Regions from separate parts of the Cricetulus griseus genome. Here region 1 is linked to region 2. Evidence: chromatin contacts called from public Hi-C data. All regions are on one chromosome and are shown on one strand. Each heading gives the region's core, a stretch centred on a gene start, on an enhancer-like site or on the middle of the called end of the contact. The rest is flanking DNA. Distances are from core to core; before and after follow the strand shown. Region 1 holds the start of Ahdc1 (AT-hook DNA-binding motif-containing protein 1). Region 2 overlaps Ahdc1 (AT-hook DNA-binding motif-containing protein 1).

Region 1 (4,006 bases), core at 577-3,076, 47 kb after region 2:
TGCTTGGCAGGAGGGTGGGGGGTCAGGCTGCTGGGGAACCCTCCCCCTAGCTCCCATCAGTCCTCATCCCCAGCCCCCAAACTCTGGGTTGCTGTCCCTTTTCCTGTAGAACAGGAAACAAGGTTATTTCCTAGTCTCAGAGCCAGCCCCCTGCCCCTCTGGCTCTGCCCGGGGACCCAGACCCAGCCGGGAAAGGCGCCCTCAGCCAGAAAGCAGAGATTCAGCAGCTCACCCCAGCTCCCGACCTAGGGGGCTGACAGCTGTCACTCAGCACCCCACCCCCTGGGGAAGAGGGGGCCCAATACAATCAGAGCCCTAGAGGAAACGTATTGATAGGCGATTATTTATTTATTTATGCAAAAGTGAGCCGACTTTGTTCGCCAGGTAACCGGGCACGCGGCCCAACCCCTCTGGCCAGGCCGCCCCCAAATCCCTCCTCCACCCCACACCCCCTCCAGGTCATTAGGTCCCCGCCCCTCAACTCCCAGAGCGCCAGCGGAACCTTGGGATTTGGGGGCTGAAGGGGAGGGGCTCCTCCCTCCGCAGTCTCCCCTTTTCCCAGTGCCTATCCTAAAATCCAGCCTTGTTCTCCGCTCCCACGGTCCCCCTACATCCCACCCCCCCACATTCTCAGCAAGCTGGAGAGCAAATTGCAGTTTTAAATCCAAAGGCGGAGGGAGGGGGAAGGAGGAGGGGGTGCGCGGCAGCGCTGGGCGCGCACCTCGCCCCCGAGCCGGGGGAGCCGCGGGGCGGCCAGGAAACCCGAGAACCCCCCCTCCCCGCCCCCCCTCCCGTCCACCTCCCCTCCCCCTTCCCGGCGCTGCCTGCCAGGCTTCGAGCCGAGCCCAGCCGAGCCGCGGGCCCCGGTGGAAACAAAGACCGATCGCACCGCGGGCACCGCAGCCACGGGGTCCGGCGGACCGGACTGGGGGCGCTGGGCCCCCCCTCAGTGCGCTGCACAAAAGAGCCTGACCGGCCGGTCCCCAGTGGCGTCTAGAGCTGGGCAGGAGGCGCTACTTACCGGAGTGCTGGGCTGCCGGCTCCGGGGTCCGAGCCAGGCGAGGGGTTTCGGGGGGCGTCTATCTTCCGCCAGCGGCAGCGACGCGGGCGCCCGGCTGCTGGGAAGAGGAGTCGTAGAGGAGCCCTGAGCCGCCTGCCGTCGCTGACAGCATGGCTCGCGCCTCGGCTCACATTCTCCGCCGCTAACTCCGCTGGACACGGCCCCCCGCTCCCGCGGCGCCCCCCCACCACGATCACTCCTTCGCTATCTGAGCCCCACTCGCTCCCCCAGCCGCGCACACACTCTCACAGCCCTGGACACCCCCGCCCCCAACCCCCCCAATTGCAAACCTGGGAGGGAAGGCGCCCCGCGTAGTCCTCCTGCTCCTCCTCCGCCGCCCTCCTCCCTCCCGCTCTGTCTGTCTGTCTGTTTGTCTGCCTGTCTCTATTTCTCGCTCTCTCTGCCTTTCTCTGCTCTCTGAGCTGGGTGGGAAAAGGAAATGAGGACAGAAAGCAGACGCTGGCTTTGGGTGGTGGTAGCTGGATTCCCTCTCTCCCTCCCTCCTCCCTCCTCCCCTCCCTCCTCCTGCCTTCTGCTCTCTCCGCTGCGAGCGGGGCTGAGCGCAGCCTGGCGGGTGGCTCGCTCTGCCCGCCCGCCCGCCTGTCTGTCTGTCTGGTCTGCCTCGCTCGCTCGCTCCCTCCCTCCGTCTCTCGCCCTCGCCCTGCCTGCCTGCCTGCCTGCCTCTCTCCGTCTCCACCGCCGCCGCCGCTGCCTCTGCGAGCTCGCCTTACCTTCGCTGCTCACCATCCGGAACCCCAGGGGGGAGCGCGCGCAGGGCACGCCGGGACTTGTAGTCCCCGCTCGGCCGCTCCGCGCGCTGGGCGGGCGGGGTCGCTCCCGCGGCTCCGACGGCGCGGCCCGAAGCGGACCCCGTGCCTGAGTCTCCCTGGCCGGGATGAGTCCCTGTTTATCTAGGAGTGTTGATCCTCCTCCAGACTTAGGAAGGTTCCCGGCGTTCCGAGGCCCCTACCCCGGGCTCTGGCTGCGCCGAGGTTGCGGGTGGTAGTGCAGGGGCGGGGTCTGAGAATGGAATGAGTGGAATAGGGCATCAGAGGATGAGCCAAGAGGGCTGCGACTTTCTGGGGTGTCCCAAACATGTTGAGAGGGGCATGGAGAGAAGTGAGGACTGACATTCTCAATGTGGGGACGTCTTTCCCTTCAATAGAGGCTTCTGGCGAGAAAGCCGCTCTGGAAACGCCAGAGCCTCCTCCGCACTTAGTGGCCCTTCCCCTCAAACTCAGCCCTGGATTTAATTCCTCCAGCGCCTACTTTTTGTTGTCCAAGGGCGGGCGGCGAGGGCGCAAAAATCCTGGACAATTCATAGATACCATGCCTCTTTCCGAATTTAAACAACTGCTTGTAAGCCGAAGTCAACAGTTCTCTAGCTCCTGCTGCGCGTGGGGGCTGGGCTCAGCACTTTCACCTACCTCCTCATCAGGTCACATCTGTTCTCCAGCCCTTGGCTCTGGGCCCCCTGCCTTGTCTACCCCACAGATGGGAATGTGCGCCGCTGAGGAAGGCTTTGTTACCCCAGGGAGCTGGCTGGACAGCCCTGAAAGGAGAATTCCTGCGGCTGCCATTTACTGAGCACCCGGGCACCACGGAGCCCTGGAGCATCTCAACAACCCTAGAAGACCTTATTTCAATTATAGATACAGGAATTCTGAGGCCTAGGTGTCCGGATTAGAAAGTGGTGGATCCAGGCTCTGGCTAATTCCAAAGCTCGCATGCTTAACCCTTGGGCAGTGACGGAGAGGGGTGATCCCCTTGATCCCCCTTTCTGGATGACCTTTCCGTGTGTCTGTGTGTCCTCCCTCGGCACTTCAGTAGACAAGTGTTAGCTGAGGTTTGTAGAAGCCGATGAATAATGCACGATCACTGCTCTGCCACATGTCTACCGACTGACTGCTCCTGAGAAGATCCCAACTTCACAACTGTGGCTGACATTCCTTTGCCCAGTGGCTGCTGGTTTAGTCCATCTTGCCCCACGTCGGGACCTTCTCTGGCAATGCCCTTACTCCGTGGTCCACCTGCTTCTGAGCCTTCTTTGGACTTTCAGGGTAATGGCTAGTCAACCTGTGTCAAAAGTAGACGGTGGCATTATCCTACCCAAAGCACACTCTCACCACCCCTCATACCTTCTCTCCCCTCAACCCCCTCCTATAGAACAATTGGAATCTTTCCAGAAGACAACAAGTAATAGAAGAGGTGAAAGGCTCTAAAAAGTATACCCACTGATGTGGCATAATGAGACCTGCTGGGGAGGCCTCAGTCAGGGGCAGCTTCACTTACAAAGTAACCCTGGGAATTGATTATGATAAGGTCAGTTTTAATAAAAGCAGTAGGTATTTTTGAGGCCCTTTTGTAGCTTCAAATCCCAACTGTGAGGTTATCACAAATAAATGACTTTTTGGAGTCTTGTCATAGCTCTCCTGCCCCGTGCAGTGAAGACTTTAACACTGAAGAGAGTGAGAGAAGCCCAGGGGGTCCCCCAGTCTTTAATTTCTCATGCACCTTTACCACCCTGAGGCCCTACTACGGGATTCGAAGACCCTTACTGTTTGAGTTAAATTCATGGAGAGAGTCGGGTGGAGTAATACAGGAGGTAGAGAGCCGGGCAAAGAGGGGACTGATTGGAGTTCAGGGAATCATGGAAGGAGGGAGAAAGAAGGCTAGTCAGATGATGAGAGGAAACAGAAGTTAGGGAGAATTTTCCAAGTATGCCCTCTCCACTCCAAGCTGCTTCAGGTGTCTCCCTCTGAGGACATAGTCATAGCCCCAAAGTGTTGCAGATTACTGGGAACAAAGCACAGCAGAGTCTTCCTGGAATTTAGGAACATTTTTTTTTTTTTTTTAATGGAACCTCTCCAAAGTATGTTGGGGGTTCCCCAAACGCCACACATGAAATATTCTGTGGGATGCTTCTGCCACCTAGTGTCCAACCTG
Region 2 (3,972 bases), core at 60-2,559:
GGAAAGGCTCCTTCTAGAGCTGTGGTCTAATTTAAGGCTGGGAGGAACACTGAAATTATCTAAGCCATTGGCTTCCAAACCCTGAGCCCGGGGGAGCGGAGGAGCTGTGTAACACTCCAGATACCCAGGCCCCAGTCCAGGAGGGCCTGACTCACACATCTGAGGGACATCTGGGAAGCTGTCATTATGATCTGCGCCCCCAGTGGGTACCCTGGGCTCTAGTACCATTTTACCGAAGAGGAGACCCAAATGGGAAGAGCTTAGGAGACTTCACTTAAAGCCACAAATGGCACACAAAGGACCCATCTTGTTGTTCATCCAGGTCAGTCTCCATTTCTGTCCACTCTCCATCCTTCTGCCTCCCCTGCACCTGCTAACTCAAGGCTCTGATTTCTCCTAGCTGTGGACCTGTGTCTCTTCCAGCTCAGCACTGCTTCTCTCTCTCTCTCTCTCTCTCTCTCTCTCTCTCTCTCTCTCTCTCTCTCTCTGTATGTGTGTGTATGTGTATGTGTGTGTGTGTGTGTGTGTGTGTTCGCGTGCACGCACACACCTCTCACAGTGTAACCTGGAATTCTATGTACATCAAGCTGGCCTAACAGGCAGCTGTGCAACCAAGGAAAACCTTGAATTTCTAATCCTCCTGATCCTGCCTCCTTAATGAGATCACAGGGTGTACCACCACACCCAGTTTTTGTGGGTGCTAGAGATTGAACCCAGGACTCTGTGCACAGGAGGCAAATACTCTACCAACTTAGCTACATTTCCAACCCCATCCCACCCCCCTTTCTTTCTGGGAGACAACATTTTACTTGGAGTCATGGTTGGCCTAGACATCACCATGTAGACAAAGCTGAACTCAGACTTGCAGCCATTCTCCTGCCTCTGCCAGTGTTGACAACACAAGCATGTACCACTGTGCCCAGTGAGTTTAGCTAGTACTGCTATTTTTGAAGAGAGAATACCTTCAGTGTATAGGAAAAGCCAGGCAAGGGCACACACCTTTAAACTCAGTTTTCAGGAGGCAGAGGCAGGCAGATCTCTATGAGTTCAAAGCCAGCCTGGTCTACAGAGTGAGTTCCAGGTCAGTTGGACTACAGAATAAGACCCTGCCTCAAAGTATGGAAGCAGCTCAGGCTCTGGAATTGCCAGGTCAATTTCCAGAAATAAGCTTGACCTGGCTTTCAGAGCTACCTACCAGCAACCACCATTCCTCCCTTGCTGTGGGTGGGGCTCAGCAGCCTTTCCTGCTCTAGAGGCCTCCCACTTGGGGCCTGAGGGTGTGATCTTGGCAGAAGAGACAAACCTCTCCAGTGGTTGCTTCTGCTCCACCCACCCATGAAGACCTTTGGCCACATCCTCCTGACTGTCCACTGCTCTTTTGCAGCCTTCAGGATCTGAGGGAAGCAGCTGGCTCCCTTCCCCACCACACCCCAACAGGCAGCCATTCTGTTGGCCTCTTCTCAAAGGTACCACCTAGCCCAAGTCTGTGAATGAAAAGTCAAAAGGGCCCTCTGTCTGCTGTCTGTTCCCGGGTCAGTGTCTGAGCTTGCCCACAGGGACACCAGCTGGCTAGAAGGGGGGGCCCCAACCTGCAGAGCACAGTGCCGGGAAGCACCAGCCCACATCCTTGATCCCAGCCCCACCCTCCCCCGCTGTGGCTATGACCACCCCACCCCTTCCCCAGCCCTCCTCCCCCTCACCCACCCCTAACCTCCCCAGGGGAGCCAAGCTGCCAGCCCCAGTCTCACTTCCGGCCTCATGACCCTCCCTCCAGCCTGCATGCACCCCCCTCCCATCTCCCTCAGCTGGTTTGAAGGCCCAAGGATGTCCCTGGCCTCCTCGCAGTGGGAAACCCTGCTGCTCTGTAACCTTCCTCAGGACCTCTTTTCTCTACTGAGGCTTTACCTTCCAGGATCAGCCACCCTCCCTCTCAGGAACTTGGTATCACCCACTCTGTCTTCCCTTCCTTTTAGCCTCTAGTGCCCACCCAACCTGCAAATCTTCTAGCAAGCAGATTCCGCCCCAGGTCAGAGCAAAACAATGAACCAGTCACTTATTTTGAATTTAAATGTGAGCACAGAGAGGCTTAGTCATACCATTAAGGACACACAGCCATGCCATTCAGTCTTGCTGTTGTACACATTTGGTTTTGTTGGGATCCTCTAAACCAAATTGCTTCACCACCCAGAGATTCAGCCTAGTTCACCTACCCTAACTATCTCAACTATCAATTCTAACCTATCTTTCTCCTAGCTTCGTACCTGCCATCAAGATGCACTACCTTCCCTGACCACTAGGTGTCCCCTTGGAGCCACTGATGCCCCAAGGGGAGCTGGTCCTGCCCCGCCCCCGAGCCATCAGCTCCCCTGACCCCAGCACAGTACAGCACTGCATAACCCACCCTACCCTATCCCCAGCCACACAGAGCTCCTTTGTGCAGCCCCCGCCCACCCTCTTCCTGTCCAGAGTGGGGCACCTGGCAAGCAGGTCTGTTCCTGTACCGCCCCCTGCCAGCCCCTTGTCTTGGGTGCCAGGTGTGTAGGCGCCACTGCCAGCTCTCACTGGACCCGAGGGTCACCCCACTGGCAGCCCTCCCTTCCTCCCTCCGAGGTCACCCAGGGACTGTGCTTCCTGCCCCACTCCACCCCCATCCCCTCCTGCCCTTGGCCCTTCCAGACTCCTGTCCTTGTCTTTCCTTCTGTCTCCCAGAGGACTCCCTCCTCCAGAACCACTAGCACCTCCTCCCACCTCTCTCCCGCCCCCGCCCATGTCCCTCCCCAGAGAGAGCCAGTTTTGCCCCGCCCCTTGCTGCCGACCAGGTCGGAAGAACTCCTCCCCCTGGAAAGTCACTGTTGGAAAGGAAGTGACTTCAGCAATTTGGCCACAAGGCTGGGCACTGCTGAGTCCAGATCAGCCCGTCTTGCCCAGCCCACCTCCAAAGTACAAAGGAAGCCATGTGCACAGGCCAACTCACCTAGCACTGGGAACCCTAGGCACACACCAAACCCACCTGAGGGTATTTGAATCTTGACCACACACTTCTCCATAGCACCCTGTGTGGTAGAAACGACCTAGGATGCCCACACACAGCACAGGACACAGATTCAGTACAGCCACCTCCACAGCGTACCACATGTGAAGCCCTTACCTATCCCCCAGCCTGGACCACTTACATAACTCTTGTATACACAATCTTATGCACTAAGGGCAGAGAGCCCTCCACACCTGCTTGCACACAAACCCAGCTCCAGTTCATTTACAGCCTCACATCCTCCCACAGCCCTGCCTCCCCACCCTTCCTATCCCTGGTGGCCCAACCCCCTTACAGACCTCAGGAATGCTCCTTTGGAAGTTGGGTGGGGTTCCCAGCAGGCTAAACTCTAAGGAGCTTCCTGGAGCCTGAGGCTTCATGTGTCAGTTCAGGGAGTTGCCTCTACAGGGCAGGGCAGCCCCACCTGGCCTCTGTGGCTGGGAGCCTGGGTGGGCTAACCTAGGCCAATGGAAAGATGGATCCTACCACTGCCCAGTCCCCAGATGGTTGCAGTCACAGTCACACCTGGACCACCATACCATACCTTCCCATCTTAGCGCTTCCAAAGACCAGTAAAGAGGTGTCATGGGGTGGGGGTGGGGGTGGGGGAGGACACGGACAACCAGTTGCACCTATCAGGAACTCTGGTTTCCACCTCTGCCCTGAATCCTGGTCACTGTCATAACCCATTTCTCCTCCAGGTTCTCTCAGGTCATCAAGGAACAGGGACAGTCCTCAGGCTAAGAGGCAGGACTCTAAAGGACTCACTGTCTATCCACAAGTCTCCATTCCTCTTCATGGATAATGGGGAAGTTGAATAAGCTAGACAATTTTGTTTCTTTACTTAAAGGGTCTCTCTCTCCTCTCTTTTTGCCTAAGCTAAGAGGAGATCTCTGATATGCTGTCCCAGGCCCAGGCCCGGCTTTCTCATCTCAGTTACC

What was found. A called contact is a pair of places that touch in the nucleus more often than the background predicts.
Region 1: a contact with region 2 is called in a Hi-C map of fibroblasts, with 4 times the contacts expected there. The contact joins the promoter of Ahdc1 here to the enhancer-like site in region 2. A contact is called at or near these places in 7 of 8 Hi-C or Micro-C datasets (the CHK-Q cell line, the CHL-YN cell line, the CHO-K1 cell line and 2 more).

What each region holds. Positions count from the first base shown.
Region 1 is chr2:20,251,869-20,255,874 of CriGri-PICRH-1.0, forward strand. Ahdc1 (AT-hook DNA-binding motif-containing protein 1) reads right to left here and starts at 1,827. Exons shown (of 7, transcript XM_027399547.2): 1 at 1,792-1,827; 2 at 1,022-1,118.
Region 2 is chr2:20,205,737-20,209,708 of CriGri-PICRH-1.0, forward strand. Ahdc1 (AT-hook DNA-binding motif-containing protein 1) reads right to left here. Exons shown (of 7, transcript XM_027399547.2): 3 at 3,972. Among named protein-coding and RNA genes, the nearest start is that of Ahdc1, 46 kb to the right of the region's middle. Within about 2 kb of position 1,310, at least 1 of the 6 cell types and tissues checked has open chromatin away from gene starts, as enhancers often do.